6 separate regions of the Mus musculus genome follow, and regions 2, 3, 4, 5 and 6 are each linked to region 1. A link is a contact called in public promoter capture Hi-C data. All regions are on one chromosome and are shown on one strand. The core of a region is the stretch at or near the end of the contact, and the rest is flanking DNA. Distances in the headings are between cores, read along the strand shown. Region 1 holds the start of 3830406C13Rik (RIKEN cDNA 3830406C13 gene). Region 2 holds the start of Flnb (filamin, beta). Region 3 holds the start of Kctd6 (potassium channel tetramerisation domain containing 6). Region 4 holds the start of Htd2 (hydroxyacyl-thioester dehydratase type 2). Region 5 holds the start of Pxk (PX domain containing serine/threonine kinase). Region 6 holds the start of Pdhb (pyruvate dehydrogenase (lipoamide) beta).

Evidence for each region. Promoter capture Hi-C pulls out the DNA fragments that hold promoters and counts their contacts.
Region 2: a contact with region 1 is called in a promoter capture Hi-C map of pre-B cells. The contact joins the promoter of Flnb here to the promoter of 3830406C13Rik in region 1. A contact is called at or near these places in 2 of 39 promoter capture datasets (cranial neural crest and pre-B cells).
Region 3: a promoter capture Hi-C map of pre-B cells shows a contact between it and region 1. The contact joins the promoter of Kctd6 here to the promoter of 3830406C13Rik in region 1. A contact is called at or near these places in 3 of 39 promoter capture datasets (cranial neural crest, frontonasal cranial neural crest and pre-B cells) and 1 of 484 Hi-C or Micro-C datasets (CD4 T cells).
Region 4: a promoter capture Hi-C map of pre-B cells shows a contact between it and region 1. The contact joins the promoter of Htd2 here to the promoter of 3830406C13Rik in region 1. A contact is called at or near these places in 2 of 39 promoter capture datasets (cranial neural crest and pre-B cells).
Region 5: a promoter capture Hi-C map of pre-B cells shows a contact between it and region 1. The contact joins the promoter of Pxk here to the promoter of 3830406C13Rik in region 1. A contact is called at or near these places in 5 of 39 promoter capture datasets (the HPC-7 cell line, cranial neural crest, frontonasal cranial neural crest and 2 more) and 1 of 484 Hi-C or Micro-C datasets (CD4 T cells).
Region 6: a contact with region 1 is called in a promoter capture Hi-C map of pre-B cells. The contact joins the promoter of Pdhb here to the promoter of 3830406C13Rik in region 1. A contact is called at or near these places in 2 of 39 promoter capture datasets (cranial neural crest and pre-B cells).

What each region holds. Positions count from the first base shown.
Region 1 is chr14:12,282,713-12,285,746 of GRCm38.p6, forward strand. 3830406C13Rik (RIKEN cDNA 3830406C13 gene) reads left to right here and starts at 1,491. Exons shown (of 5, transcript NM_178141.3): 1 at 1,491-1,545; 2 at 2,673-2,756. The coding sequence starts at 2,704.
Region 2 is chr14:7,816,171-7,819,389 of GRCm38.p6, forward strand. It overlaps Flnb (filamin, beta), which reads left to right and starts at 1,787. Exons shown (of 46, transcript NM_134080.1): 1 at 1,787-2,273. The coding sequence starts at 1,982.
Region 3 is chr14:8,212,286-8,215,650 of GRCm38.p6, forward strand. Kctd6 (potassium channel tetramerisation domain containing 6) reads left to right here and starts at 1,796. Exons shown (of 3, transcript NM_027782.3): 1 at 1,796-2,057.
Region 4 is chr14:8,078,711-8,082,050 of GRCm38.p6, forward strand. Htd2 (hydroxyacyl-thioester dehydratase type 2) reads left to right here and starts at 1,603. Exons shown (of 6, transcript NM_001348727.1): 1 at 1,603-1,802. It overlaps Rpp14 (ribonuclease P 14 subunit), which reads left to right and starts at 1,603. Exons shown (of 6, transcript NM_025938.4): 1 at 1,603-1,802.
Region 5 is chr14:8,096,956-8,099,984 of GRCm38.p6, forward strand. Pxk (PX domain containing serine/threonine kinase) reads left to right here and starts at 1,256. Exons shown (of 18, transcript NM_145458.4): 1 at 1,256-1,461. The coding sequence starts at 1,360.
Region 6 is chr14:8,171,563-8,174,821 of GRCm38.p6, forward strand. It overlaps Pdhb (pyruvate dehydrogenase (lipoamide) beta), which reads right to left and starts at 1,430. Exons shown (of 10, transcript NM_024221.3): 1 at 1,329-1,430; 2 at 1,202-1,255. The coding sequence starts at 1,370.

The DNA.
Region 1 (3,034 bases), core at 241-2,740:
AAACATTTTAATAGTTAGATTGTCTGTTCACATAGTCCAAAAATAGTTAAAATTTATTTTGAAATTCTATAAAACAAACAAGAATGCTTTGTGACTATGCAAAGGCTATTTTATTCATGGGAGAGCCCAGAACACAGAACCATTCAAGGGTCTATTTTTAAAGAGGGAGGGTGTGAAGCAGTTTAACAACAGATCTGCCAAGCACAGGTTACAGTGCTTCAAAATCAGGAGAAATTTCACTCATCCAGTTAGAAAATGCACAATAGGAAACCAAAGTCAAAAATATTTTTCTTGATGCTGGAGAGAGATGGATCCAGCAGTTATGAGTTCTGGCTGTTCTTACAGAGGACAAGAGTTCTCATCACAACAATCAAATAAAGAGTCTCAAGGGGATCTAAATCTCTATTCTGCCCTTTGAGGACACCTATATACATTGTAGCATACCATCCCAACACACACACACACACACACTCACACACAAACACATACCAAAATTTAAAGGGAACTTTACAAAACACAAAATGTTCTTTTGTTGTGGAAAAAAAAAATGTGGCTGGGGAAGTGGGAAGTCCCACACTGAGAATGAAATAATACCTCTATTGAGAGAGTAGCATTATAAGATAGGAAGAGCCAAGTATCATAGTCCATGCCTTTACTCCCAGGACCAGAGGCAGAGAGGCAGAGAGGGGGAGAGGCAGAGAGGCAGAGAGGCAGAGAGGCAGAGGTATGTCCTGTGATTTAAAGGACTAGCCAGGTCTACATAGTGAGACCTTGCCCTAGAAGTAAAGAAGTGAAGATACCTAAGTGTGTAGAAAAGAGGCTTTCAAAATAAAGGACACACTGAGTTCAAAGTGTCTAAATTCGGTGCTACATTTAATGTAGGTAACCTAGGAGGAAAAACTCACTTAAATGTGTTCTGTTTACCCTTTACCAGCTGTGCAACTCTTAGTTAAGACTTTATCACTCTTCCATATCTCTATCTATAAGCAAAGAATAAACAGAACTACTCGCTCACAAAGTTATTTCAAGGAATAAAATGAAGCGTAAGGGTACACTTCTGCACATGGGAGGAGTGCTGTGGGCTAAACAACACAAGGCTGTGAACTTGCTGTGTTGATCTGTGTGCGACCTAGAGGCTGCTCTGCAGGCCTCGGATGAACAAACTTAATGACAAGTCTTTGGATAGTCCCCACAACACTCACGCCTTCCCCCCCCCCCCCCCCCACTGGAACATTCCAAAGGAGGAATATGTTACAGGGAGGAAGCCAACTGTACTCCCCGAAGACTTTATAACATATGCAGAGACCACTTTTTAAAAGCTTGAGCTATCACCACATCTTCTTCCAGGTTTCTAAGGCCCCTTTTGGGGAATCTTCCACAGTCTCATCTCCCTGAGGTGCTCGAACCCGCGCCAGAGCCAAGCCAAGCCAAGTAGCTGGGACTCTGACTGACGTCAGGAGCGTAAAGTACGCAAACATGGCTGCCTGACCACGCCCAGGTCTTGCGCAGGCGTCGTCCATGGCGCGTTCCCGGAAGAGCTCAGAGGTGGGCGCAGTGTGGTCACAGCCCGTAGCCCCTGAGGCAAGGGGGGGATGAGGAGGAAGCTAATGAGGGGAGCCAGGTGACCAGAAAGGTTTTCCAGAGTTTTCTGGGACGAAAGGCGGGACTTGGGGTGGCCGTTGGGCGCTTCCTCGCTTCAAAAGGCAGAGTTTTTCTTGAACTGCTCCCGAAGGAGAGGAAGAGAGGCGGCAGGAGTGGCTTTCCAGGGGCGCCTGGACGCTGCCCTGGTCGGCTGCAAACCTCGCCGGGAGGAAGGCGAGGAAGCCGGGCGTGAGGTGGGCCCTGGGCGGAGAAGGAGCCTGCTGAAGGGCCGGGCAGGCCCCTGTGCAGTGTGCGGAGCACCCAGAGCTCGGGCGTCCGGTCGCCATCCGATCCTGAGCGAGCGGCGTTTAATTTCAGAAAGTTTAGGGAAGTCTCCTTCACGGAATGTCAGTGTTGGATGTGTCTCCCTTTGGTGGGGCACCTTTAGCTTGTGTGCTCAGCCTAGCGCGTTCAGAGCACGTCATTAGCCCACCATCTATACTTGTGCAAGTACTTTAGCCAAGGGGAGTGGTGCCTGGTGTAGTGTGCCATAGGAAGTCTCCAAACGCGAGTGCTGACTTGCTAGAACGCGGCGGGCAGACTTAATCGACTTTTTCCTAAGTTACACATGTAAAAATACTTCCCCTGTTTGGAAGGGTCATGGTAGCACTGAGCAGTCTTCCGCTAAAGGCAAGACCATGAGTTCCCAGTTGGTCCTCAGACGTGTTTGCCTTTCTGTCTATGAGTGTGTGTTGAATTTTTAGGTTTTTTTTTTTCTTTCTGTTAAAATGTCCATTAGTCTTAGTGCCGGCTGTTTGTTTGTTGAAATTCTGTTTAAGATTAGAGCTTGGGTGGAGGTAGCAGATATGAAGCGTCTTGAGTTTACCTGATCCATGGTGTTTTGAGTGAATTTGACAAATGCAAAAAAAAAAAAAAAAATTAATAAAAATGTGCTTGAGTGCATTCTTTCACATTACACATAAAATTGTCAGTTTTCTCTTTTGAGAGAATTAATGTATTGTTTCAGTACTAAAACCAAATCGCACAGTTGAACACATGGGTAAAGATAACTAAATGTTTTTATTATTTAGCAGAAAACTTATAGCCCAGCTTTGATTAAAGATGGCTTCCTTGTTTACTCAAGAAATTCACCTTTCTAAAAGACATGAAGAAATGTAAGTTTTTGAAAAAGATACTTCAAATACAGAGTGTATGTTACCTTTATTAGTGAAACATGCACAGGAAGACAAAAATGTGAAAGTATCATTTTCTGACAGGACATTTTATTGTAGATAACTTCATTGTCTCTTAAGAATGAGAGTAAACGACACAATTATGTTCTAAACATCCACATAGCTATTTATTTTTATATATTAATATCAAAATGTTCCCTTCCTTCACCCTTTCTAAAGTTCAAATTAGATTTTAATAGAAACTTTGTGGTTGTAAGGGT
Region 2 (3,219 bases), core at 537-3,036, 4.5 Mb before region 1:
CTCTCAGGAGTTCAATCTGGAGAGATAATTAGATCTGATGTTATGGACAAGGAAAATGGCAAGCAAACGAAAATGAAGTTAAGGATCCAGGTTCGCTCCCTGGGTGTATAAGGACTCAGAAAGCTAAGTCACTAAGATAAACTGTGAGGTGTTCTCCTAGTATTATTACTGTTTCTTCCATACCAAAGGAAAGTATAAAAGCTGGAATGAGAGCAGACACTGGGAGCCTGAACCAGCAGAGGTCAGTGACAAGAGCTTCCTTATAAGGCAGGAAGGACTGTTGGGCTTTCTAGTATCAATCTCCTTGGATTGATATGTTTGCAGTTAATTGCTTTGTGGAAATGAGTAGAGCAAACACCCCACCCAGGGCAGGGACAGGATGTAGATTCTTCAGGCCTGAAATGTCAGGCTGTAGGTCTCACACGATGGGTGTCCCACACCCCAGTTGATTCTGCATGCAGGATGAAGGCTGCCCCCCTCAGTCTGCAAGCACACATCCATCCATTCACCCACTCACTCATCTGTCGTCTACATCTCATATGGCAATTCTACACCAGGTACTCAGCTGTAGTTGAGATCACTCTAGACCTCTTGCTGGGGTATGCAGACCAGCATGGAACAGATATCATTCATGTCAGACACGTATCTTCAGTTTCTTCGAGACCTTAGATCTCCATCTGCTCCTCGACACTGGGGGGCCAGGGGGGAGACAGCCAAGCTGAGCTGAGGGCTACCAGGCTTGGGATGTGGAGAGAAAGGAACTGAATTCTCAGGCAAAGGGAAGAGAAGAGGGACACCGGTCAGTAGGTGCCATGACCCATTTATCCGGCCCTTTCTTGGCCATCATAGTTAAAAAAAATAAAACATAACAAGATCTTCTGGACTAATCAATTTGCCTAATACAGTCAACAGGGTCTTCAAGAGAGTTCTAGGAAGACCTGACTATGGAGAACTGAGGAGATGACAGGGTGAAAAAGGTATCTGTGCCTTGTTTTACCGGCTTTGAAGACAAGAAAGGCATCGTAAGCCAACACATGCACCTAGCGTCTAGAATCTGGCACGGCAAAGGAGCAGATTATTTCCCAGAAGCTCCAGCAAGAAATGCCTTGGGCCAATGAACCCCAGACGGGACATCTAACTTACTGACATGCAAGACAGGAAATCTGTGTTACACCAGCAAAAAACTTCTAATAGCCATAGAAAACAGTTCGTTTTCACTACTGCTACTCAGATGGACGTGGTATTGGACTTTAAGGCTGAGTTCCTTTTCTTTCTTTCTTTTTTGTTTTGTTTTGTTTTGTTTTTGTTTTTTCGAGACAGGGTTTCTCTGTGTAGCCCTGGCTGTTCTGGAACTCACTCTGGAGACCAGATTGGCCTCGAACTCAGAAATCCGCCTGCCTCGGCCTCCCAAGTGCTGGGATTAAAGGCATGCGCCACCACGCCCAGCTCTGAGTTCCTTTTCATTTAGAAATCAACGTGTCTAATTTACGTGCAGACTCTGAGAAAAACACTTTCCTCTCACTGAACCTATAGATGGGTGGCATATTCCCTCTTGACGCAACCATTCCTTCTAGGCTAGTCCCCCGCCTCCTCGTGTGCCCTTATTCTAGGCCTTTCCCAAGTTACTTTCTCCTTGCTGGGCAGTACATCAGGTTGGGGATACTTAGGAAGCACCACCCCACCCTACCCTCCGGCGTAATGCAGGCTTTGGACCGTAGAGGGCGAGCGCAGCTAAGGAGTTCGCTTCTATAGGGTAGAAACGGGGCGGAGCCTCGGGGGCGGGGCGGCGTAGCGCGCAGGCGCCAGGCCAGGCTACTTCGCGCCCGGGGACGGACGAAGGCAGTCCTGATCCTGTTGCGGCTAGTATAGCAGCGCTTTCTAACCCTCTCCCCACTTGCCTCAGTTCCCCTTCCCCGGGCCCTTGGGGCTTTTCATCTCAGTCCCTGCAGCTCGTTGTTTCCGCGTACTCTCTGCCTCCAGGATGCCGGTGACGGAGAAAGACCTGGCGGAGGACGCGCCGTGGAAGAAGATTCAGCAGAACACGTTCACGCGCTGGTGCAACGAGCACCTCAAGTGTGTGAATAAACGCATCGGGAACCTGCAGACCGACCTGAGCGACGGGCTACGGCTCATCGCGCTGCTCGAGGTGCTCAGCCAGAAGCGCATGCACCACAAGTACCATCAGCGGCCCACCTTCAGACAGATGAAGCTGGAGAATGTGTCTGTGGCTCTGGAGTTCCTAGACCACGAAAGCATTAAGCTCGTGTCCATTGGTGAGTGTTGTGGCCAGGCCCTAAATTTGCAGTAATCGGGGGGTATCCGGCAGCGCGCCCCACTGCGCATCGCTTCCCGGGTGTGAGGGAGGGGGAGATGGTCCTGGGATGAGGACCTAGGAACATAGGCCTTTCCGCGGTGCCATCTGTGGGCTGGGACCTGGCGTGATTGCTCGACACGGTGCTCCTGGCGGTGCCGCTGCAGTGTTGGGGTGGGTTAAGCACTCAGACCTTCCAGTCACACCTGGAATTTAATTTGCGGGAACTCCTGGGATTGCTGGGGAAATCGTCTGCTGACCCTAATGACAACGCCGTGGACTCAAGTACCAAATCCCTACTTTACGCTAGCCAGGTGCGCCTAGAGCTGAGTGACCCGCCCGGCTGAAAGGGCGTTGGCTTCGAGTCTGGGCGTGGAGACCTAGGACGCGACCGCGACCGCTCTCTTGCTTAGGATCTCACCACCTAGGTGGAGACGAGGACCTGAGACCCTCCCCTTCTTAGACCGGAATGGGTGTGGGCTCTGAGGTTGGAAGGGGCGTCACAGGGGAATGTCCTCACTTCCTAGCTCTGGCTCAGCGCTGGCCGGTTCCTTCAGGTTGAGATAATTTAGTGGTTGATAATAATTAATGTGTGTAGAAAAGGGCTTGACTGGCGCTGGCTGTGTGGCTCTCTGAGTTATTGACGTCCGGTGGCCTGAGATGTTCTTAGGCCCATTTTACAGAAGAGGGGACGTTTACCGGGCTAATTGACGTTCCCAGGGCCACCTCCAATGTGGTCCAACTTAGAAGTAAAGCAGTCCCCACCCCCTTTTCCTGGGTCTTCCTGAGAGAGTTTGAGTCCTGCTTTTTTCCTCCCGCCTTGGGTGAGAGAATTAAGACCTCGAGTACTTTAGGCTTCTAAAGAGAAAACAGGGCTCTTGAGAATGTGTTTTGTGATGGACAAGGGA
Region 3 (3,365 bases), core at 546-3,045, 4.1 Mb before region 1:
CAGCACAGCGAGGCTACACAGAGAAGACTTGTCTCAAAACAAACAAAAAAATAGGGAAAAAAAAATCAACATTGGGGTACTGTATGTATTAAAATCAACATTGGGGTGCTGTATGTATTAAAATCAACATTAGGGTACTGTATGTATTAAAATCAACATTGGGGTACTGTATGTATTAAAATCAACATTGGGGTCCTGTATGTATGATTTTGTGTCCTGATTTGCAGGAGCATATTCCCATATTCTTTTTAAAAAGATTTATTTATTATTATACATAAGTACACTTTAGCTGACTTCAGACATACCGGAAGAGGGCATCAGATCCCATTACAGATGGTTGTGAGCCACCATGTGGTTTCTGGGATTTGAACTCAGGACCTTCGGAAGAGCAGTCAGTGCTCTTACCCGCTGAGCCATTTCTCCAGCCCTATTCCCATATTCTTAATTAGTTTGTATCCTTGCTTAGATGTCAATGTAGCCGTCCATTGTGTTGAAGTCCACATTGCTTATTTAACCTATCAATTTGATTTTTGGAGAAAAAATAGAATATTAGATGATGATCATACATATAAAAACTAGATTTCAGAACCACCTCACAAACATGCAGATGTGTAAACCAGGTAAGTTTCTGTTTTGTTCTTTTGAGAAAGGGTCTCGTTATGTAGCCTCATCTGTCCTAGAGACTAGCTATGTGGGCCAGGCTAACCTAGAGCTCACAAGAGACCCACATGCCACTGCCTCTAAGTGCTGGCATTAAGGATGTGCACTACTTTTACTATGCCTGGCCCAGGTGAGTTTCTAAGGCCAGTGGCTTTTCACCCATGTAGAAGTGGATTGAGATCTGGCTAGCTAGAAGTGGTGGCTTTTGCATCTTGTCTATGCATGGAATCCAATTAGCCCTGCAGCCTTGATGTCCTTCCTGAAGGGACATTACCCTTGCCAGTCCCATCCAGACTAAGATCCTCAGAGGTATTACACAGGATGACGTTAGTTAGCTCTGCCCTTCTAACTGGCTGCTCTTCTCTGCCTAAAAGGCTGGATCGGTGGTCCCTCTAAGCCATTACTTTACAGAATGGCCTGCCTTAATATATAAGGCCAGGAGTCTTATATATTAATACATTAATAATATTAACTACATTATTATGTATATATTAATATAATATAATTACATCAATATTAATAACATTAAATGTATACTAATATTTTATATATATCAGATCGTCACATCTTCCCTTATTCTCCAAGGCAGCCTTCTTTTTTTTGTTGTTGTTTTTTCAAGACAGGGTTTCTCTGTGTAGCCTTGGCTGTCCTGGAACTCACTTTGTAGACCAGGCTGGCCTCGAACTCAGAAATCCACCTGCCTCTGCCTCCGGAGTTCTGGCGTATGCCACCAAGCCCGGCCAAGGCAGCCTTCTTATTGGACCGCTCTCACCAGGATTCGAACTTGTCTTGTGTGTGTCTACTGGCTGCTTTTTTGAGTCTTGAGACGCGCCTCGGTCTGGGTGGCTGCTCTTCTCTCTAAGCCCTGCATGCGATGAGGTCTATCGACTTAGTGAAAACAGCTGAGGAGAAACAGTTGCGGAGAAGGAGTCCTGGGCAAGCAGGGAAGAGACTGCTGGCGGCCAGGAGGAGAGGCTGAAAGCGGAGGGGGAGTTAGGGGCGTGGCCTGGGCGGAGCTCCGCGCGGGAGTCCTGGGCGGGGCGGGGATAGGAACGGGACGGAGGCGGGGCTTCGGGACTGCTGCAGAGCCCGCCTGACCACGCCGCCCCGGCAGCGCCCAGAGTGCCCGCGGCGATCCGGCTTCCCGGCCTTCGCCCCGCGCCGCCGATAGGGGGCGTCCGCGTTCTCGGCGCCGCGACTCTGCTGAGAAGGCGCCGCCCGCGCCGGGCAGCTGGAGCCGCAACTCCGGGCTCCGGCTCACTCGTCCCCTCTGCCGCCGCCGCCGCCGCCGCCGCCACCGCCGCCGCTGCCGCCGCGGGGCGCGGGCTCGCTCGTCCCCGCGCTCGCGCTCTCGGGCCGCCGGCGTCTCCCGGCCGGGTCGCCTCCGCGCTCGTGCAGTGAGTGGGGCGCGAGCGGGGCCTGCGGGCCGGGGCTGCGGGAAGTCGGGCTGAGGAGAACGGCGGGTGGCGGCCGCGCGTCCCCGGGCTGGCACGAGCCCGCGGCGGGGCCTGGGCGGGGAAATCGGGGACGCGCGGCCGCCTCGGGCTTTGGGCTCCGGCTCGGGTTCGGGGCTCGGTGCGCGTGGCCGGCCGGGCTTGGCTTGCGGGAGACCGCGGAGTAGGGACCAGCGGGCTCTGCGGGGCAAAGGGTTGGTGTTTTGGGGAGTGGTGTTTATTAGCCGCCACTGCCCTAGTTTAAAGCTCTGCTTTTTGGGTTTTGTGCACAAATTGCAGCTTTTTACCGGAATTTTGGGATGTCACGGCGATTTAGTGCTGGGTGTTAAGAGGTGATCCTTGGCGAGGTCGTGGGGAGCCCCTGCAGCACCTGCTGGGCGATGGCAGCGGAGGCTGTGTCTGGGGGTGGGACGGGGAAACGAAACGTGACTGAGATCCTGTTTGGATATTCTGCTGAAGTTGTCATGTTTCTGTTCTGTACACCAGTACATACAGCAAGTTGATAAACCTGGTTTCAGGATTTCGTGATGCAGACAAATAGACCGATGTGACCTGGTTTAGCTAAGAATGTCTGGGATAGCCCAAACAACCTGCTCCAATGTACCCCCCTTGGCAGGCTCATCTTTTTCGCTGTTGCAGATATTCTAGTATGGGAATAATGGTGGGGTATTACAGGCCCAAAGCCAGAAGTGTTTCAAAAGAGTAAAGATCTAAGTAGGTAGGGTGGGAGAATCACCCTTTGGATGAAAACCAGGAGCCCACACGGATTCTTAGTTTTTTGTAATACCGTAGGTAGAAAGATGGCCATAGAATTTGAAAATTTTTAAAGTGTATTTTAGCTGAAGCAATAGCGTGGAAAGCAGTCTTATGGTCACTCCTATGATCCATCGTCGCATCCTGGATTTTAATAGTTGGGGTCTATTTTAAACGGAACACGTATGTGTGTCTTCTGCTTTATCTTGAGACAACCCTGAGTCATGCTTTCTAGAAGTCCCGAGAGCTCACGTGTCTGTTTGTCTCTGCGAACGCTGGACATCATTTTACCTTTAGTTTTTCTCACGGCAACTGCGGTGGGATCTCCGGGAAAGGAGGGCCAGGGACGGGACAGAGTGGGAACACAGATTGGTCCTAACCTGCATGTTCGCCCACCGTGTCTGACTTACCTATTTAAATTTTGGTGATGCTGCGAGTAGTAAAGGGCGGTCTACTCAGGTTCTCACAGCCCTCTGCTGGCATGCTGCACGTGAATCC
Region 4 (3,340 bases), core at 353-2,852, 4.2 Mb before region 1:
CCAAAAACCAAAACCAAAAACAAAACACTCATAAAATCTCAGATAATAATCACTGACAAAAGATTTCTTCAAAGCTTAGGTACCATAACTTCCGATTCATGTCAGATACAATAGTTCTGCTAAAATTCTGCTATAATTACCAAAATACAAACTAGTTTTGAGAAAGAAAATGCCCCTCTCTGGGGTCTGTGTTAGCTTTTCCCCCTTATTCCCCAACAAGCCTTGTTTCCTCTGGGCAGGAAGGAGAGGAAACAGAGGCCACGACTTCAGAGCATGGCCAAGGCAGGAATGAAAGCTTAGGGGACAAAAATATCAGGTTTTTTTTCCCCAATTACAGGAAAGGCCCCAACTTACCTGGGCACAGGCTTGGCTGTGCAAGGCATACTGTTACCATCACTACTGTGTCCCACTCAGGCCAAATCAACGCTCATCTTTTTAGTAAACTCAAGCTGTGTGACCACTGGTGCCAAGGACTGCAATATGGTGATGAGCCATCACCAAGTTCCCATACCCAGAGACTACCTCAGAAGGCAGTTGGGTTAAGATGGTGCTCCTGAACTAGTCTGGACAACACTGGCTGCTTTAGTTAGGGTTTTACTGCTGTGAACAGATACCATGACCAAGGCAACTCTTATAAAGGACATTTAATTGGGGCTGGCTTACAGGTTCAGAGGTTCAGTTCATTATCATCAAGGTGGGAGCATGGCAGCCTCCAGGCTGAGGTGATAGTTCTACATCTTCATCTGAAGGCTTCTAGCAGAAGACTGGCTTCCAGGCAGCTAGGATGAAGGTCTTAAAGCCCACGCCCACAGTGACACACCTACTCCAACAGTGCCACTCCCTGGGCCTAGCATATACAAATATCATACTGGCCAAAGCAGATAATCTGTATTAACACTGGCAACCATCAAAGGCAGACAATTTAGTCTCTCTCTGGCCTTCAGTTCCCTTATGTAAAACAGGGACTATTGCAATAATAGCTGCCTTAAGGTTGCTTGAGGGTTCCATTAGATCACTTACGTGAAATCTTCTGCACAATGCCTGGCCCAAACGTAAATATTAGTTGCTATTATAACTGTTAAATATACACGGTATGTCACATGAATACAAGGACCATATCCTATTCTCCGGAGTTGCCAGCACTCAGAATAGTCGCTAATGCATAACGGATTCTGACTTGGTGATTAGATACAGAAGTGGAATTACTTACATCTGGAAATAGGAGCAGCTGGATTTTTCCACATCAAAACAGAATCTCTAGTGTATGTTAGGAGCCACATTGGGAAACTGACAGACGATCTTGTCTTTAGTGCGTGACACGGATGTTCCTGAGATGGCAAGGCTCAGATTTAGCTTGGTGGTAGAGGACTTGCTTAGTATAGACAAGGTTGTGGTTTTGATCCCTGGCATTGCAAAAAAGAAAAAGAAAGAGAAAGCAAGAAAGGAGAGGGGTTGTTTGATATAACCTGTTGAGCATAAATGTAGAAATAAATGACCATGAAGAGTGTCTGACGACAGTTCCGAGGGTGGACGCTAGAGGGCGCAGAACCTGTTCGTCCTCAGCCCCCGCTGAGGGTTACGCACTAGTTCAGTGACCGACGCGGCGCGGTGACGCCACGTCCTGTTATGCGTCTGTGGGGCGGTGCGAATGTAAATATCACCAGTTTTCCAGGTCCGAACTTGGGCTGCTGCGTGGGAACTCCGACCCATGCCGAATTCTAGCGGCGTGCAAGAGTCAGGAACGCGGTTATTCCAGTGATCCTCTCCGTCCTGGGCCGAGGCGGTTTAGCCTCGCGGGGCAGGTGCGCATGCGCGACGCGGGAGCACGAGGTGGAAGTGTGGCGGACCTCAGGTTCTTCGCTGCTGTAGTGTCAGTCTGAGAGCCACCGCCGGGCTCTGTACAGCGCGGCTTAGGTCCCGGATACAGGCGGTGACCGGGAGGGCTGATCCGGCCGTTTGCTGGGCTCACTGCCCTTGATGTGGGCGCAAAGTCAGTAGCGATTGTTAATGGAGCAAGGTTGGGAACAATCTTACTCTTCGGCAGTAGGGGATCGGCTTTTTAAACAATTGCTTTAGTTATGTCTTGTGTCCCCCAAATGTTCAAGACACCGGTTCGTGAGTTCGTGAGAAGCACTAGGGTATGAAGCAGATCTCTGTTTCGGAGTGCAGACACTGAAGCAGAAGGGGAGAACTTGCAAGAACTAGGCAAGGAGGGTATGGTACCATAATAGATAGGATGGGCAGTGGGACACATTGAGTAAGATCAGAGAGGCTGGAGAGTGTGAGACACGTGGCTACCCAGAGGCGATGCCGAGGCCAAGAGGAGGAGGAAGCCCAGAGTGTTAGGTCTTAAGAAATTGTTTCAACACGCCTTTAATTCCAGCGCCTAGGAGGCAGTGGCAGGTGATCTGTGAGTTTCAGGACTCCGTTACACAGAGGAATAAACGCTAAACAAACAAACAAATTAATTAATCCTTTCCTTAAAAATCCGGCATTTAGACAAAGGTCGGGATTCCTTCAGGGATTTAAGAAGGTGGTTCCTACTTCCTAAAAGGAGTCTTATTTCTGGCAAAAGCCGTATTGCTTCTCCATTAACCTGGATGGTTACCTATTAGTATATCGAAGTCTATGCTAGCCTCTAGGTTCTCTCAGCCCATACTCACAAGTTCCTGTTAGAGTGGTCTTGGCTGACACACCCCTTCCCCTGCCCTAAACCTCTCGTCTCCAGCTCCCGAGATTCGCTTCACTTCCCTCAGCTTCTCTTTCCTATGTAAGTCAGCCATTTCGATTATGCGTTATGTATGCAGTCTCCTGGTGGGTCTCTCTCTCTCTCTCTCTCTTTTTTTTTTTTTTTGGCTTTTCGAGACAGGGTTTCTCTGTGTAGCCCCGGCTGTCCTGGAACTCACTTTGTAGACCAGGCTGGCCTCGAACTCAGAAATCCACCTGCCTCTGCCTCCCAAGTGCTGGGACTAAAGGCGTGCGCCATCACACCCGGCTTCTGGTGCATCTCTTAATCCTGCACACTCTTGGTCCCTCTTCTTTCTCTTGCTCTTTTCATGGCCAGTCTATTCTATTGGCCAAATTCAGGCTGGACCCTTCCAGATACCTCTGGCTGTGCTCTCCTTCATAGCTACAGTAAACTTTCTCCTTAACCAGACCCAGGAGCAGCCATGTCCTTATTTTTGATTCACAGAGGACAGAAACTGAGGCCATGGAGGAATCGCTGAACAAGAGATCGGAGCCATGCCCTGAAGGCTTAGACCTTACTCTTACATTACAATGTTTAAACTTCAGAGCATTACAGTGCTTGTGATGTAGCTTAACCCCACAGTGGCAGCAG
Region 5 (3,029 bases), core at 6-2,505, 4.2 Mb before region 1:
GGCTCCTTGGGGTTGCCCAGCAATCTCTAAGCCTGAACTCTGAAGAGAATAACCGTCAAGAGCAATCTAGACCTTTGCTATGATGTCATCGCAGTGGTGATGGATGCACAAAGAAGCTTGGTTTCTATGAATAAAATAATAGAAATTCAGTGGAAACAAGCAGAAATAAATCTCTGTTCTGTGAATTGTCAGGATGGAATGCATATTGTTTGAGATTTTAAATATGTGCAAAGTTCCTTCCTGTCCAATTGCATTCCTATTACACATTCTACATGGCATTTACTTAGTTTTGCCAATGGAAGAGTGAGGTCTCAGGGTGTGTGTGGTGTGTGTGTGTGTGTGAGAAAGAGAGAGAGAGACTTATTCAAGATCACACAGACCCTCAACAGGGTCCTAGTCATCTGATCTAAGTTTAATTTCATTATTATCCTGGAAGGCTGTGGTCTTGGGTTAAGGTGAGCAGGGTAGATTTGGTACTGACAAGTTGATCATCAAGTTTGATAGTTCTGAGTTTGAGGTTCTTGGAGCCTGTTCTAGGACCGACCAAATATTCTCACCGTCTAAGAGATCTGAGTGTTCTTTGGTTTCAAAGACTTTAAAGCTCAACTGTGAGCTAGGACCAAGCATACAAGCAGGGAAATCTTTGCATCAGTTATTTTATTTTATTTTTCCACCTCTGTCTTAAAGCTTATTGTTTAAAGATTAGGAACTAAACCCCGTGGGATCCAGTTATGAGAGTGTGGCACCTAGGTTCTCCTGAAGATCCAGGTTTAAAACATGAATCCAGATTTGGTTTACAAAGTTTGGTCTATAAACTCAGACTGAGAAGCCACCCTGAAGTTGTTTTTTGTTATATCCTGAGTCCTAAGGTCCTTGGGCAGGAAAGTGTGATTAGGAGCAGTAGGGTCTCAAATCTACCAGCCTGAGTTTCTGAACGGTTCATCTGAAAAGCTCAGTTCTGTTAGAGTCCAGAGAAGCAGTGCGAGATGTGGTGGTAATGGTTTAGTTTTGTGCTCCTCGCCCGAGGCCAGGAGCTCACAGTACTGAGTATACGCTGCGGGGGCGAGGAGGCGCCAAGAGAGCAAGGGACATAATGCCTCTGACTGCAACCATGGGACGACGATAGCAGTCACCTACCCTGCCGTGAAGAACGGCGCTAGGACCCAGCGAGGTCGGGCAGACTGGTGTTGACAGCCGGCAGGCAGAGACGACCGGCGCTAGGACCCGCGGGCGGCGGCGGCGCGCGGGGCGCGGGGCGGTGCGCGTTGACAGCAGCGGCGGCGGGACGCGGCGGGTGGCGGGGCTCGGCGCCTCCGGTTCCTGCCCCGGCTTCAGAGGCAGCGGCGGCGGCGGCCCGGGATGGCCTTCATGGAGAAGCCGCCGGCTGGCAAGGTGCTGCTGGACGACACGGTGCCGCTGACAGCGGCCGTCGAGGCGAGCCAGAGTCTGCAGTCGCACACGGTGCGCGGCTGGGGCGGGAGGCCGGGGCCGAGGGCGGGGGCCGGGCGAAGGCCGGACGGCGGCGCGGCGCGGCAGGGCGCGGGCACCGGAGCCGGGCAGGTGTGTGAGCCCGCTGCCTCCCTCCTGCCGGGCCGCGGCCGGGGCGGCGTGCCCGCGCATCCCAGACCCCCTGGAGTGGCTTAGGGGAGCCCTCGGTGCTCGTAGTACGCACAGGCGAGTTCATTTCTGCCACATGCAGTCTTTTATGGGGCTTTAAAGCCACGCTTGCTTTCATTTGCCGGTACTTCCCCCCCTTTTTCCTTTTGGAAAGGTGCTCTATGTCTTGTAATTTACAAGCAGTAAACCCTAGGAACCAGTAAAAACCGGGGAGCTTGTAGCCTCTAGGACTTGATCGAGGAAATGATGAATGGGGTGGGGGTGGGATTGGGATTCCTGAGATTGTAATGTTTTGTCAGGCCAGCAAATCAGATTCCAGCCCAGAGTCTTGTTTATCAAGCAGTGTTTGGGGGTTCATCATCTGGAGGCTAAAGCCCCACAAAAGCCTTCTGTGTCTCTGTCTCTTTGTCTCGCCGTCTCTTTTTCCATCTCGCTGTCTCTGTCTCTTGTTTCTGACGTTCCCTGTGTGTTTATCTCTGTTTCTGTGTGTGTATGTTCAAATTCTTCGCTAGTCAAAGAGATCTTTCATTCTGATGTATTAAAGCAGGACTTTTTAGAGCCCTGTTACCTCTCCGACAGCCTTGCTTTGTAGGTCAGGATTGTTGAAAGCATTTATTCTCACTTAGAGAAATGACTGTCTTTTTTTAAAAAATGCACTTTTTCTCCCAATGGTAGGTAACATCCTAAGTCCTATTGTAGAAACTTATGAAAGGCACCAAAAATCTATGAGTTTGTTGCGCTTGTAATTTGTTGCAAAGTGAGTATTTAAGGCCATGTTTATGGAAGGTAATAATAATTCTTTCAAATTATGTTTTTTGACTGGATTACTGGCAAGTAAGTCTTATAACCTCATAGGGTGTTTTAGGTCTATTTAATACTAAAGAGATGGATGCTCAGAGACCACTTCCTCTAGAAAGCCTTCCTTCCTGCGTAGCTATTACCCTAGGCAGTATGGACACCAGGATGGTTCTGTAATTTCCTCTCTTCCAAGCTTTGACAGGAGGGTCTCTGTCTGATAGCATCTCATATGTGTCGATTGAACAGATCAGTGAATGGATTGCAACCTCACTGTGCCCCGTTTCCTGTTTGTGTAGAGATGGTTGTGAAAGTCGGAACAACCTGGCTTCTGCTAACAGGTCAGTGTGGAGGTGAGAGATGTAATGGGTTCCATAGTCACTCCAGAACTCGTCATTAAAACAAGTGTAAGGAATTTTAGGGCAAAAAATTGGCAGTTTTTATAATGATGAGTGAACAGAAAAGACAGTGACTCACAGGAGACCCAGAGAGGCAGACGTGGAATGAATACAGAGTGTCGTCTTGCGTAACATTTGACTGTTCTGTGCTCTTGCCGTTTTAGCTGTGACGTGGACGACTGAGGCATGTTGCCTCAGCCCTAAACTTTATTGAGAAAA
Region 6 (3,259 bases), core at 180-2,679, 4.1 Mb before region 1:
CAGGATTATTCAGGAGACTATGGAAACCCCCTTCCTTATACTTACCTACACTGCCCACAACATAACACATAAATTTAACACTCATGCAGGCAGCCCACATTCCAAGAATCTGAGGAGGCAAGGTGGCCAAGCCTGCTGAGTTTCATCTCCAGTTTCCTACATGGCGGAAGGAGGAAACGGATCCCCTGCACATTGACCACAATGTGCATGCTCACACACATAGAACGTAACAAGTACCACTTATGCCAACTAATCTTCACTAGGCGTCAGTGACAAGCTTACAGAACACTTCTGCTCTACTGCTTCATATGCACGGGCAAGAAAACTGAGCGATTGCTAAACCAGCTCCCAGGCAGTTTCCTACGGAGGAAGCATGCCAGGCTGTTTTACCAATACACTTGAAGTACTAAGACTTAGAGAACTAGCAAGGAAGGTCTAACTATGGATACTAACTACGACTAAGTATTAAGCGTTCACTAGTGCACAACACTTGACATCCACAATGCAGGTGCTGCTATGCTACTACAGTAATGTAGACTGATAAAATCCTTCTAGATATATATATGCCAAAAAAAGCATGTATCTGCAAGCCAATGTTCTCAGCACCGTAACAAATTCAAAAGATAGAAACAAACCACCCTTAAATGAATGTATAAATAAAACGTACAAAGGATATGATTCAACGTTCCAAAGGAACAAATTCTGATGAATGTATTCTACAATGTGGATGAACCTTTTTAAATAAGCCAGACACAAAAGAACAAAAGATTCAACTTATATGACGCTCTAAAACAAGAACTCAAAAAGAGCCAGAAAAGTACAATACAACAGCGGCCGAAAGAGTGTGAATTATTATCGTGTAAAGTTCTGGAAGTTGACAGTGTAGACCGTGAATTCATTCGATGCCACATTTGAACACATAAGATTTCAAAGCTACATTTTACCACAACTCCAGGGTGGGGATTAAAAGTCAGGAAAGCAGGTGGTTGTCTGTTCGACTGCCACCGGCCTCGAAGGGATGGTTACCAATATGAATGGCACCGGGCGAGGACAGAGGCAGCGCGAATCATCCGCAGGACGCGGCCGCTGTCAGGGTCCAAGATGCCACCTGGCCCTGGGGCAGACACGACCCCGATCTCTCAGGCCTGCTCCCGGGCCCCAGGGCTCCCTCCCGGCCTTGCCCGACGTCGGGACCGGTTACCTGCACCGCTGCGGGCGCCGAGCGGTGAAAACGCCTCTTCAGCAGCCCGGAAGCCTGGAAGGGAGAGAAAAAAGGGTTCAGAAAGGGCACAGGGCCTACAGTGGACGCGCTAGGGGCCGCTACCTACCTGCCGCAAGGGTCCCCGCACCAGACCAGCCACCACCGCCATCTTGCCCGTGTCCTCTACTAGCTGCCGAATGACAACACAGAAGCGCCGCAGAGCCCGTCTGACGCAGCCAATAGTAGGGCGTGACACCTTTACGTCCCACCTCTGTTCGGCAAAGCCAATAGAATGGTAACTGAGAGTCCCGTCTTCCTGAGGAAGCCAATAGCAAGGCGCTATTTCATAGGCCCCGCCCCCAGGCTTTGGCAGAGCGCGCCCTCTGGGCCCCGCCTCTGCATGCGTAGCCAACGGCTAGTTTCGACGCCTGCGAGCCCCGCCCACCTAGCGAGTCGCGGTCCAGCAGAGGTGACGTGAGGCTGCTGTTCCTCTCTGACCCGGTGCACTGGAGATAACTTTGCAGACCGCTTGCAGAGGCTGTCATGCACCTAACACGCCCTACACTCAGACTTGACTGCTGACTGCTCACGTGCTGGGACTGAGTCAGTGCAGCCTGATCCGACCGAGGCTGCTAGGACCGTAAAGCCACCCCTTTGCGGGCACTGAAGGACTTTGAGCAACGTGTGAATCTTGCACACACAACAGTGGAGGGTGAACCTACCATTATATGAAGGGCGCTGTAAATTGAATGTGAACAATAGCTTTCATGTAGGCACTAAGCGTCCACTGTGTGCCAAGTACTGTGATGTGTGCTTGATAAGTGCTTTTAGGTGGTTTCTGTTTGTATTATCTCCATCCAGGCGAGAAGAGGTGAGGAGGTTGTTCTGATCTTGCTGAATTTAGATGGCATACCGGGACTGGAGAAGCCTGAAACATAGCTTTAGCAGGACAAGAGACAGTTGAGAATAGATACTTAGATGTGGCCTTTATATTCTGCATTCAGTCTCATCGACTGTAAAAGGACACTGAGGTATGGGATCACCTCCTTCCAAACCTCCCTCATTGCTGCCATCAGGTGGTCACCATGTGAGATATATCAAATATGAGTCTTTCTTTTTTTTTTTTTTTTTTTTTAAGATTTATTTATTATTATATGTAAGTACACTGTAGCTGTCTTCAGATATACCAGAAGAGGGCATCAGATCTCGTTACGGATGGTTATGAGCCACCATGTGGTTGCTGGGATTTGAACTCTGGACCTTTGGAAGAGCAGTCGGGTGCTCTTACCCACTGAGCCATCTCACCAGCCCCAATATGAGTCTTTCTATCAAAAATTATATAAACTTGTGTTTGGGACAAGGACTTCAAATCCCCTCTCCTGCCTTGAAAAACTTTAATGTAAGTGGTTTTGGTTTTTGTTTTTCCTCACAAGGAAGTGTTTTTATGTGTAGTCCTGGGTGTCTTGGAACTCTCTCTGTAGACTAGGCTGGCCTTGAATTTACAGAGATCCACCTGCTACTGCCTTCTGAGTGCTGGGATTAAAGGTTTATGCTACCACCAACCAGTCCATAGTTTTTCTTCTTACCACTATTTTTCTATGGCTTAAATGTTCCAAATTCTATTTACTAGCAACTTAAATATTGCATTCACTACATTGGCTTTAGTGTTCTCATCTATTCAAACTATGAAGTTTGCTTACATCAGAGTCCCCTAACTTCAGAGTATATGTGAACAAAGACACTCTTTCATGTAACCAAAGGACATTCTGGAAATTGATGTAGACCAGGCTGGCTTTGAACTCAGAGATCTGTCTGCCTCTGCCTCCTACTAGTGCTGGGATTAAAGGAATGGACCACCACACCTAGCTTTGAGCAAAAGTTTGAATCTTTTGATTGTAAATGGAAGAAAATATCTAATAAAAAAGTTGAAAAAAAAGTTTGAATCTTCCTTAAGCATAATTTATGCAAAGGCCCACTGCTTTGTTCTTGGAATTCAACACCTGGGGCAATGGGCCTTCCTTTCACTCCTTTCCTCTTCCTCTTGCATTTCCTGATTGC